Linked DNA regions of Mus musculus: regions 1, 2 and 4 are each linked to region 3. Evidence: chromatin contacts called from public promoter capture Hi-C data. All regions are on one chromosome and are shown on one strand. Each heading gives the region's core, a stretch centred on a gene start, on an enhancer-like site or on the middle of the called end of the contact. The rest is flanking DNA. Distances are from core to core; before and after follow the strand shown. Region 1 has its middle 29 kb from the start of Gm39404. Region 2 holds the start of Tbc1d2b (TBC1 domain family, member 2B). Region 3 holds the start of Plscr2 (phospholipid scramblase 2). Region 4 has its middle 20 kb from the start of Slc9a9.

Region 1 (2,700 bases), core at 109-2,608, 2.3 Mb before region 3:
TATGGCAATCCTTAGATAAGTGCAGTTGTCCAGTGGAAAGTTTTGGCAGCCATCACTGGTCACCCCGGCATACTCCGGAAGCTAGGAAGAAAGAACGCACAGCATGTCACGAAGTGAGGACAGGGTGAGGGGTGGAGATAGGGTGGATAATGAGTACCCGAGTACAGAAGGGAGAGAGAATTCTAGTGTCCTATTGCGTAGTGGGGTAAATGTAGGACAGCTTTAAAGTAGCTAGAAAAGGGGGCTTTGGATGACGACAGCACAGAGAAATAATAAGTGTTCAAAGTGATAGAAATATGATTATGCCTGTCATTGTAGCTTGAATGCATGCATCAAAATATCACATATATATCTCTCATACATGTAGATTTGTTATATTTCAATAAAATATAAGCAAGCAAATGAAGAAATCGCAAGTATATAAAACCAGAACCAGTCATTAGTAGAACCTAGTGATTTAAGTGTGGTCCAAGTGAAGGAGGAAGGAATGTGAACATGTAGCATTCTGGGTAAGGGAAAAGAGGACTTTTTTTTTTTTTTTAAATAGCATTTTACTTGGGAAACAGAAAGTGCAGGGATAGAGGCAAGTCAAATTACATTCCAATATGCTGTGCATGCCTTCTGCCTAAGGAATCCGTGGCAAACACTTTACCAAAGCTGGAGAGCCCGAGCAGGATCTGGTCTAGCATCACTTCCCACTGCATGCTGGGTAACATACTCTATATCTATCACTAACTCTAGTAAGGTCTCTCGGGTCAGTGTTTTGGTAAGGAGCTCTTTATTCCAGGGCCTGACTGCCTGGAAACTCAGCTCTCATAATGTATAACTCCAAATTCCAACAGCATCCCTCAGAGGATCCTAGTAAGGTCAGTTGTAGGATACAGACCATTAGAATTCATCTGATCTCACCATGGCAAATGTGGCTAAGTGACACTAGTCCACAATGGAGTCCATAGCCACCTCCAGGGGCATACTCCCACACAGTGCTGAAGAATAGCCAAGCTTGACAACAGTGCTTAGGAAATGAGGGGAGGGGCTGTGGCATCCCACCAGAGAAATAGTAGCTCGGGCTGGGACGTTAAAGTCAGATCCTTCTGTTTTGTTTCTCAAGCGGGGAGATCAAAAAGGAAATAAAAACCAAAACCTGAAATCTCTAAGTCCTGCCTTGTTAAAGATGTGTGTGTTTGTGTGTGTGTGTGTGTGTGTGTGTGTGTGTGTGTGTGTGAAGTTAAATATTTTCTATCATGGGACAAAAAAAAATGTTCAGACTTAAAACCTGCAGAGTCATGGCTATCTCTTTTATCCTACAGTCTCCGGGGGTTGATTTAGACTTTCTCAACTACAGAGATAAAAATGTTCCAGCAGGGGTCTCTCTCTGCACATGGTACCAAGCATGCCTGACATCTGCATTCTCTCCATCTCTCTTATCCTCAGTGCCATGTAAATGGATGCCTGAGTAAAAGACGTCAACCTTCTTCTCTTATAGAATTAGAAAGCCACAGGAAAGATAGAGTGCAACATCACACTCACGATCCAGCTGATAAGCATGTTTGTTCAGTGTGTGCTACTCATCTAGTAAAATGCTTAGAATCCACACTTTTCCGTCTTTACACAGTGAGTTTAACACCTGTCTTGACTTCTAAACACGATTCTTTAATTTCCTTTGTTTACTTCCTTTATTTACCTGGGATACTGGATATTCTGGCAGATGGGTATGTATTTCATTAACTATTATTATTATTATCATTATCATTATTATTATGAGACAGAGTCTTACTATAAAGATCAAGCTGACCTTGAACTGTAGATTGTCTTGTCTCTACCTACAAGTGCTAGGACAATAGGCATGAAGCAATATGCCTGGATATTTTTTATTTTATGTTATACTATTTTATTTTATTTTATTTCATCTTGAGATAGGGTCTAATGTAGCTCAATATGGCCATTTAGGTGAGGATGACCCTAACTCCCAATTCTCCTTCATAAATACTGGGATTACTGGAATGTATCACCACGCCCAGCTTCTTTCATAGACTTTAATATGTGTTTTCCAACTGCTTCAGCTACTTTTCTATTGCTGTGATCCAACACCATGACAAATGCAACTTTAAAAAGAAAGTATTTAATTTGGCTTAAGGTTTCGGAGAATTAGAGTCTATGGCAGTGGAACAAAGGAACAACTGAGAGCTACTGTCTTGAATGACAACAATAACAAGGATGGGGTAGATCATGCGTTCTGGTACCGGTGGGAGTCCTTTTGATATCTCAAAGTCCCCAGTGACATACTTTCTCCAACCACGTCACACCTCATAATCCTTCCCAAGCAGCCCCGCCAACCTTGGACCACATATTCCAATATATGAGCCTATAAAATATAGGCAATATAGCCTATAAAATATAGGGCCATTCTTATTCAAACCACCACCTAGCCAACTAATGCTTAGTGTGTGTGTGTGTGTGTGTGTGTGTGTGTGTGAGCATTAAACAGGCAGAGTTGGAACCTTGGTGTACTATCCAACAGAAGCCTTGCCTTGTTTGAAGTGAAGGTTAGGCATCAAGAACCTTTGCACTGGTTTTTGTTTATGAGCTTGAAGAAAGAGGAGTAGTGATTGATGGGTGTTCACGCTCCTGAGAGGGATCCTGAAGGGGGATGGATGACCTATAATTCTGGTGGTCACAGTGGGCAGAACCTCGGGGCTA
Region 2 (2,700 bases), core at 130-2,629, 2.0 Mb after region 3:
ACTCATCCTTCCTTCGCCTGGAATGCTGTTCCCCTCCTCAGTCTCTAGTTACCGTTCCCCCTCCCATCTGACGTAGGTCTCTGCTCACTTCTTAAGATCTGCCTCCTCTGACCAACCTACAAAAGTAGCTTACCTTCATCTTCCTTTACAAACTCCATCCTTTTACTATGTTTTGTTTTGTTAAGCACTTAAAAACACCTTGTGAGGTTGTTCTGAGGGTTCAAATAAGTTGATACAGGAAGTACTAGGAAGCTGGGTGGGGCTAGCACATTCCTGTAATCCTACCACTTGGGAGGTGGAGGCAGGAAGATATCCAAGGCTCAGTGCCAGCCCAGGCTATGTGGAGAGAGCTTGTCTCAGTCCTACATTCCCGACACCCTCAAGTAATCACTGGCAAGTGATGTCTTATAGTTAGGGTCTCTATTGCTGTAATAAAGAACCATGACCAAAAGGCAGGAACCTGGAAGCAGGAACTATGGAGGACTGCTCCACACAGCTTGCCCTCTTATGACTCGCCCGTCACTGTTTCCCCAGCCTGCTTTCTTACTTCATCCAGGACCACCTGCTCAGGGGTGGCACGGTCCACAGTGGGCTGGACCCTCCCACATCAATCATCAATCAAGAAAATGCCTCCCAGACTTGCCAGCTTCCCCCCCCCCCCAATTAAAATTCCTTTTTCCCAAAGGACTATAGCTTGGGTCAAGACAACAAAACACTACCAGCACAGTGGTATTTTAAGCAACCATCCTTATTTCCAGGTCATAAGGGCATTTGTGCAGCAAAACAACTTCTATTTGTTTGCCTTTTAAAATGTGTGAATTATTGTTGTGCTTTATTAGAATATAATCTCCATGAGGCTAGGAAGTCACTGCCAAGTCTCCAGTGTGTGAATCCTACACAGAACGCCCTCCATAAATTTTTTTTCATTCAGTGAACAAACCAGGATGTAGAGAGGCAGTACATACTTTGGCTTCCATTCACAAACTCTACAAATATTTACCGAACACCCACTCTGTACCAGGCAACAGGCGCTCTCATTTTCGTAGTATGAGCCTATGACTGGCTGGACACGGATTTTAAAATCAAAGCTTATTCGGAGTTCAGGGCAGTGTTAAGTAGACTTTCCTTAGTTTTTTTTTAGAAACCCACTCGTGGAATCCACGCTCGCATAAAGAAACAGAACTTTTTCTCCCGGGATAGGGCGGACCTTGAATGCCCAAAAAAACAACTAGTAGAGGACGGGTGGAGCTAGCCTGGATCGCTAAAGAACCCAGGCTACCCACGCTGCGGGGGCGCGGCGGGGGCGGGACTACAAGTCCCAGGCTGCTCAGCGCGCCACGGCCCTGCGGAGGGCGCGGCGCGGGGAGGTGGGCGCTGCGGCGGCGGCCCGGAGGAGCGCGGGGCGGGAGCGCGGGCGCGGGCGCCGGCGGCAGGCCATGCCGGGGGCCGGGGACGGCGTGGAGGAGAGCTGCAGTGGTGGTGAGGGAGCGGTACCGGGAACAGGCTCGGAGGCTGGGGCGGTGGCGGGACGGGAGCCCTCGCGGCTGTGCGGCTACCTGCAGAAGCTGTCGGGCAAGGGCCCGTTGCGCGGCTACCGCAGCCGCTGGTTCGTGTTTGACTCGCGCCGCTGCTACCTCTACTACTTCAAGAGTCCCCAGGACGCTCTGCCGCTCGGCCACCTGGACATCGCCGACGCCTGCTTCAGCTACCAGGGCCGCGATGAGGCTGCGGAGCCCGGAGCAGATCCGCCCACACACTTCCAGGTGCACAGCGCCGGTGCAGTCACCGTGCTCAAGGTGGGACGATCGCGCCCCGGTGCCCACTCGTGTCCCGTCAGCAGATTTCCCCCTCCACCTTCCTTCCTTGTCCCAAAGGCCTCCTCCTGTCCTGCCCAAGCCTCTCTTTGCCACTGCCTACTCTGATTCCTTCCTCATTCTTATCTTTTTTTGCCCTTTACCTGTGCTTGGACTATGAGGCTGAGTCAGGGTTGGGGGTTACACAGCTAATCTTTTGACACTTTGACCCATTATCTCCCGATACGCCTTTCCTCGCTTCCCTCCTGTGTCCACGCTCACCATTCCTTGGATGCTGTGGGAGACCCTCCCACAGTTGCAGGCTTCCACCCTCCATCCCTGCCTAATTTATAACTCCTCCTGTGACCTTGGGTCCTCTGAAAGACCCCTCTGTGCTTCAGCTGCCTGCTCTGTAAAGTGGGGACAACAGTATTGGGATTAAGTGGTTTCCACTCTCAAGTGTTTAGTAAATATGGTACATTGAGTGCTATAGCCAGAGGCAAGTGATACCAGGGCCCCGGGAACTAATTTGCCACAGCCCCCTCTAGAGAGGTCGGGGTACTCCAGCAGTGCCCACTCTTGCTTCTTGGAAAAGGTGGGAGGGGTTGCTTCAGCTTATGGGAGGCTTCCTTAGGCTTCCCCAGAGAGATTTGAGTATTGGAGGCTTGGCAATGGTCACCAGTCCCGGGGCAGCATTTCCCTGTTGCTGAGAGTTCTAAAGGCCAGGACCTTGACATCTCCTAGGAATGGTCCTGTTTGGAGCACCCAAGGGCCTGGACCCCTGGCCTAGGGCTGGGCTGCCTCTCACTCTGGGCCTTGCTCCCCGCTTGGTTCCCTGAGTCTCCACCCTCCTTTTTCTGGCTTCTCTTCCGTCTTGCAAGCTGGGCTTTCTCCAGAGCCACAGGGC
Region 3 (2,700 bases), core at 103-2,602:
GGTATTATTTATGGCATATGCAACTCCATTATCTTCTCATTTGGTATCATAAGTGGCATAGCTCCTGGCTTAAAGCACCCTGTACAAATGGTATAGACTCTGGCCAGGGGGATAACAAGCAGAGGCATAAGGTAATAGCAGTCACTAGACCAGAAATGATATTCGTAAAAGGTTAATAAAATATGCTGCAAGAAAGAGGCAAGCAGACTCTCAAAACACCCTCTTAAAAGGGAATGTGTGTCTAACTAAAACCGATAAGAACAATTACTGGCCTTAACGCTCCTGCTTTGTCTATAGATATGCGGGTACTCCACTTGCTTGTTAAATAATATGGTTTATAGCTATAACTGTCTTTTGAGAGTGGCCCTTGGAGGTGAGCTATCTGGGCCAAGTTACTCTTGAACGTATGTGTGAGACCTCCCAGGTACTGGTTCCAACTGCCAGCTGTCAAAGTCTGATTACTCAGTCATGAGGAGTCGCTGTACTTTCGGCCTCTTTGTGTCTAAAATTAACGGGGTTGTTTGTTTGTTTTACAAAAGTACAAGAGGTGCCTCTGACCTCCAATAAGTTAAGAGCCTTCTCCTAATAAAACAGGAAATTTTGTTTACAACCAAGAGGCTTGAAATGGAAAGAAATAGAACACATAAAGGCAATATCCACTGGACAAGTGAATAACTGGCTGGCTGCTTGTTACAAGATACAGGAAAATAACCCGAAACTCCTACCTGCCCACAGACAAACCTGACTGAACTACATTTTACCTCTCCAGGCAGAGGTACTTCCCTTGCCCGTGTGCCCACCTCCCCTTCCCAGTCACCTTCTTGGTCACCTTTCCTAACTTCCAGCTTAAATCTCCACCCTCAGATTTCTCTTCGCAGGGCTTATAAAAGTTCTGGGTCCGGTGAAGGTCATGGATCTCTTTAGAGGGCATCTGGCTTACCTTTCTCATGCAGCTCCAAGTGAGGCGAATTCCTAGAATCCTAGCACCAGCAGCGACTCAGCTCTCCAGACTCCTCTCAGAAAGGCATAGGTGCTGCACTACTCCACTAGACTAAAGTCAGGGAGAAAAAGCACCTGGACTTTGAGGCAGTTTAGGTTTTGTTTCCTGAGTCTTTAGATTTCCTTTTCCTGACTGGAAAGATACGCAACCAAATTGAAACCCTGTCTGAGTTCTAAGTCCTTTGAGAATTGTTAGCTGCTCCTGGCAGAGGCTCTCAGTAGAAATGAATATCTGGTCTGTGCACAGTTCTGGAACGCCAAAGGAACACTTACTGGCATTCCCTTTACTCTGACCTCCACTGCATTCTTCAAATGCTGGCACTGATTCAAAAGGAGACTCAGGAATGCTTTCCCTTCCTTCTTGTTTTGTTTTGTTTTGTTTTGTGTTAGGAGAGTCAGAGTGCATATCCCGATAGTTCTCAAATGCCTAACTTCTTCTACTGAGTACCAGCAGGAGCCGGTAGGACCACCAATATTATTTTTCCTTATTATATTTTTGTCACAATCTTGGGACAGTTGTTCACATTCAGGTGAATGAGCCTCTTTGAGACGGAGTCTCCCTATGACTGTTATGGGTCTGGGGTCACTCCGAGATTCACCACCACCACAGGTAAGTTTTAATAAGAGGCTTTATTAAATACTGCCACTCGATATTCATGGCACCAGAACGGCAACCCAGAGTGCTCTCCAGATGCAACAGCTAGTCATATCAAGCCAAACCCACAAGACTGCTTGTGTTTTGTCTACCTGGAGGCAGAGTCTAATTTTAACATATATGTCTTGTAGATGTTCTAGTCATTGAGAAGAGTATGCAAGCTTGAGTACAAAAGCTGGAAATAGTCTCTTTAGTAGGTCTCAAACCAGAGACAAAGGGCTGAGTTCCATTAACATATGAAATTGAATGCTGGCTACCTGGTTCTCCCTGCATCCCTCACTCCCTACCCGTTTCAGGGCCTGACTGCCATATTTGGTTTGGTACCCTAAATTCTCCTCCAGCCAACAGGCTGGGCTGCTCTTCCCTATAAAATCCAATCATGTAAGTTACCTGGATGTTTTTTTGGTTTGCCTTGCTTTTTGTTTGGTTTGTGGTTGTTGTTTTTTAGGTGTTTTCCTTGTTTGTTTGGTTTGTTGTTGTTGTTTTGTTTTGTTTTTTGGTCTATCCTTTACCCTCTTGGCCAGTCTCTTGTCCCCGGCTATCCCCTCCTTAGTTGGCAGACCATCTCTTATCTCCCTTCTACTGCCTTCCTCTTCCCCTCCCCTCTCCTCACATGGCCCAGCTCAGCCTGTCTGTGTGGTGCACTCTGGACTCTCCCTTTTCAGTGCTTTCGTGACCTCTCAACCACAGTAAAGTCTAAACTTTAAGTGTACTTGTTAATCATCAGACACCTCACTTCCTGAGTTCGCTTTTCTTTCACACAAAGCTGGACTGTTTCTCCTGCCTCCCTTCACTGCTCCCCACAAAATGACTACAGAATTTTTAAAAACTCCTCAACAGATAAAAATTCTAGAGAGGGACTAGTAGAGCTCCTGATAGGCAGACAAAGGGGGGGGGGGAGCGGGGGAGCCATGACTACATAATGAAAGGCTTCTTCCTCACCCTTGATCAGAGGTGAAAACCAGTCAGCCTAAACCAAGGGCCTCAAAGAGGGTTTCTCCTCTCCTTAGCCTCTCATCCCCTCACCCCTGCTGATGGATTCTCTG
Region 4 (2,700 bases), core at 8-2,507, 2.4 Mb before region 3:
AGAGCAGGGACACAGGGTTCTTGCCTCCAGGTCTTTCCATTTGGAAACAAAGATAGCAACAAGGCATGCTTAATTAGGGCTCTTTGTGTTTCCATCTGAGCAACCCCCTCCCCATTTTCCCCTTTTGAACTCATATCACATAAATCTTACTAATGTGAAGCTTTGAAATGCATGAATTTATTCTTGAAACTAGAATAATTAAAGGCCACGTTTCTGTTTCGTCAATCAGATCATTATTGAACTTCCAGAACATTTTCTTGGGTTTCAGAAGACAGGGGTGTATTCTGAGCTCTGTACTTCTGAATGCATATTTTTTAATCAAAAATAGCTCTTTGAGGGTCTTACCACATGATCCTCTTTCCTCAGCTTCCCCCACCCCCTGCCGTGTTGGAACTTCAGGTGTGGTCTGAGAAATAATTCCGCAATTTGTTGTTTGTTTGTCTAAAAGTAAGGAAAAACCTTCATTCTGTTCTGACAATGAGCTATTTTCTTCATTGTCTACTTTAAGAAAATGTAATATCAAAAGATCAACCCTTCATTTCTCATTGCCTAGTGCTTCCAGAAAGCAGGAAATATGATATCACATCCAGCATGGCAATTTTGGGCAGAGTTGTCTGCATATTAAGAAGCCATTTTCCCCTTTCCTTTGCCGTCTTGTACAGTCATTTTATATATAATGATGGGTTTATCATAACATTTTCATACACGTATATGAACTTTATTTTAAATATACATAGGAGATGAAACATTTTTTAACTATGGCTCTTCCTTGGGCCATGTCAGATTAGACTTACCAGAGAAAACCAACTACAAGAGTATGCAAAGTTCTTTGAGTTTTAGTTCTGAGTCTGCCACCGGCCCATTCCTGAGAGAGCCTTTGAAAAGCCTTGCTCTCAGTTCTTCCATTGTTAGATGAGATTTACAATCTGCTACAGAGATCCTGAGGAGGAAACATGAAAAGATGGCCAAGTGCTTTGAAAACACTAACTGGTTATTAATGATTTAGGGACACAACAGCTTTTGTGTGCTGCGGAAAGGAGCATGTGACACATCCCATTTTATCATGGAGCATGCCTGTGAAATGTCTCCTACCTGAGCTTCTCAGAAAACCATCTGATTCCTTTAAAAAGAGACTTTAAAATTAGTTCTCATTTTATGATGCTCAATGTTCTCTTGTGGCAGTTGTCTTGTTGTGTTCCTAAGAAAAAACCCTGGGTGGTATAAATAATACAGAGCCAGCACTCCCAGTGTGTGGGCTGCACGGCTGTGGATTCAAGCACTCTAAGATTGAGATATTCTTTTTTTAGAAAAGCATCTGCACTGAACATGTATAGGCTTTTTTCTTTGTCATTGTGCCCCAAGGATTCAGCCTAACCACTCACAGATATTTTACATTGAATTAGCTACTATCTGCAATCCAGAGATGATTTGTACATAGGAGCATAAGCACAAGTTATATCATGCCATCAGATGATCCAGTCTAATCAAAGAGTCAAAGATTTTGCTATCTAGGTGGCTGGGCAGGGCAGGATTTTAGAACCAATTCAGGGAGATTACAAGGCACAACTGTATTTTCTTGAAATGGGACTAAAAGAATACCCTACAAATACTTCTTATTTATATAAAGAAGTATTTATTAATATTACTCTCATGTAATGAAGATTCTGGGGTAAGACACCAAGGGAAGATGTTGATTCCATAGCAACATCAAATAGCCAATGTCACTGTATATTTTTCCTTTATAATCCTTGATGAATTGGCGTGTCACTTCCTGATCTCAAAATGGCTGCTACAGCTCCTCAAGACATACTTATTGTGAAGGTATGAGATGGAAAGGAAGGAATCTAACTATATTTATTCCTTTTTTTGCTTGTTTTGTTTGTTTGTTTGTTTTTTAACAAAATTTACCTCACAAACCATTCTTCTAGCCCTGAATCACATGACCACTGAAAAGGTAAGAAAATTAGAAAGTATATCAGTTACATTTCGGTTGCTATGATAACACCAAGACAAAACAGTCTATTGTCTTTTATTTGGGAAGAGTTTATTTGGGCTTACAGTCTCAGAGGGTTAGAGTCTAGGATGGCAGATGGGAGCCAATCATGGTGGGCATAATGGCTTGGAACAGCAGGCAGACAACTCATTTTTGAATTTAAAAAACCAAGCAGAAAGTGAACTAGACATGGTGAGAGTCTTTAAACTCTCAAATCCCACCTCTCCTGTCATATTTCCTCCAACAAATCCTAAATGACTCCTAAATCTCTCAAACAGCTTCATCAATTAGGGACCAGGTGTTCAAGTGCTTGAGACTGTGGGAGACATCTCATTCAAACTACCACAGACAGCAATGTGGATATTTTATTGTTGCTATGGTTTTGTTTCTTCCCAAGTACATCCTTCTGACTTGCTTGGAGGGAAGCCACAGGGAAAAGGGGCCAAGGTCAGTGGAGAGTCTCAGGGATGCCCCCCCATGCTTTGATGAAGAAAGTCCTTTTGACAAATGGTAGCTATTCAAAATCCAGTTTCTCAGAGCTGTGGAAATATGTGATGATAGCTTATAAACTTATCTAGTATTATAAGGTGGGTGAAAGCCACCCTGAACGGTCTCACTTGCTCGAGTACCGCAGATTTCATGACGCTACAGGATATAGGTTTACTCCCTAGCAGATGCAACAGTCCCAGCTTGCTAGTGTTTCTTTA

The links. Promoter capture Hi-C pulls out the DNA fragments that hold promoters and counts their contacts.
Region 1: a promoter capture Hi-C map of pre-B cells shows a contact between it and region 3, with 5 times the contacts expected there. The contact joins the enhancer-like site here to the promoter of Plscr2 in region 3. A contact is called at or near these places in 5 of 39 promoter capture datasets (the 3T3-L1 cell line, the C10 cell line, cranial neural crest and 2 more).
Region 2: a promoter capture Hi-C map of liver shows a contact between it and region 3, with 2.5 times the contacts expected there. The contact joins the promoter of Tbc1d2b here to the promoter of Plscr2 in region 3. A contact is called at or near these places in 4 of 39 promoter capture datasets (hematopoietic stem and progenitor cells, hippocampal neurons and liver).
Region 4: a promoter capture Hi-C map of hippocampal neurons shows a contact between it and region 3, with 5 times the contacts expected there. The contact joins the enhancer-like site here to the promoter of Plscr2 in region 3. A contact is called at or near these places in 5 of 39 promoter capture datasets (cranial neural crest, hematopoietic stem and progenitor cells, hippocampal neurons and 2 more) and 2 of 9 other capture datasets (adipose tissue and liver).

Annotation. Positions count from the first base shown.
Region 1 is chr9:94,612,754-94,615,453 of GRCm38.p6, reverse strand. No RefSeq gene overlaps it. Among named protein-coding and RNA genes, the nearest start is that of Gm39404, 29 kb to the right of the region's middle. Within about 2 kb of position 1,358, at least 30 of the 459 cell types and tissues checked have an H3K27ac peak or open chromatin away from gene starts, as enhancers often do. A contact at or near this core is called in pre-B cells, where this site is marked.
Region 2 is chr9:90,269,448-90,272,147 of GRCm38.p6, reverse strand. It overlaps Tbc1d2b (TBC1 domain family, member 2B), which reads left to right and starts at 1,379. Exons shown (of 13, transcript NM_194334.2): 1 at 1,379-1,796. The coding sequence starts at 1,437.
Region 3 is chr9:92,274,254-92,276,953 of GRCm38.p6, reverse strand. Plscr2 (phospholipid scramblase 2) reads right to left here and starts at 1,352. Exons shown (of 8, transcript NM_008880.3): 1 at 941-1,352.
Region 4 is chr9:94,648,753-94,651,452 of GRCm38.p6, reverse strand. No RefSeq gene overlaps it. Among named protein-coding and RNA genes, the nearest start is that of Slc9a9, 20 kb to the left of the region's middle. Within about 2 kb of position 1,257, at least 9 of the 459 cell types and tissues checked have an H3K27ac peak or open chromatin away from gene starts, as enhancers often do. A contact at or near this core is called in hippocampal neurons, where this site is marked.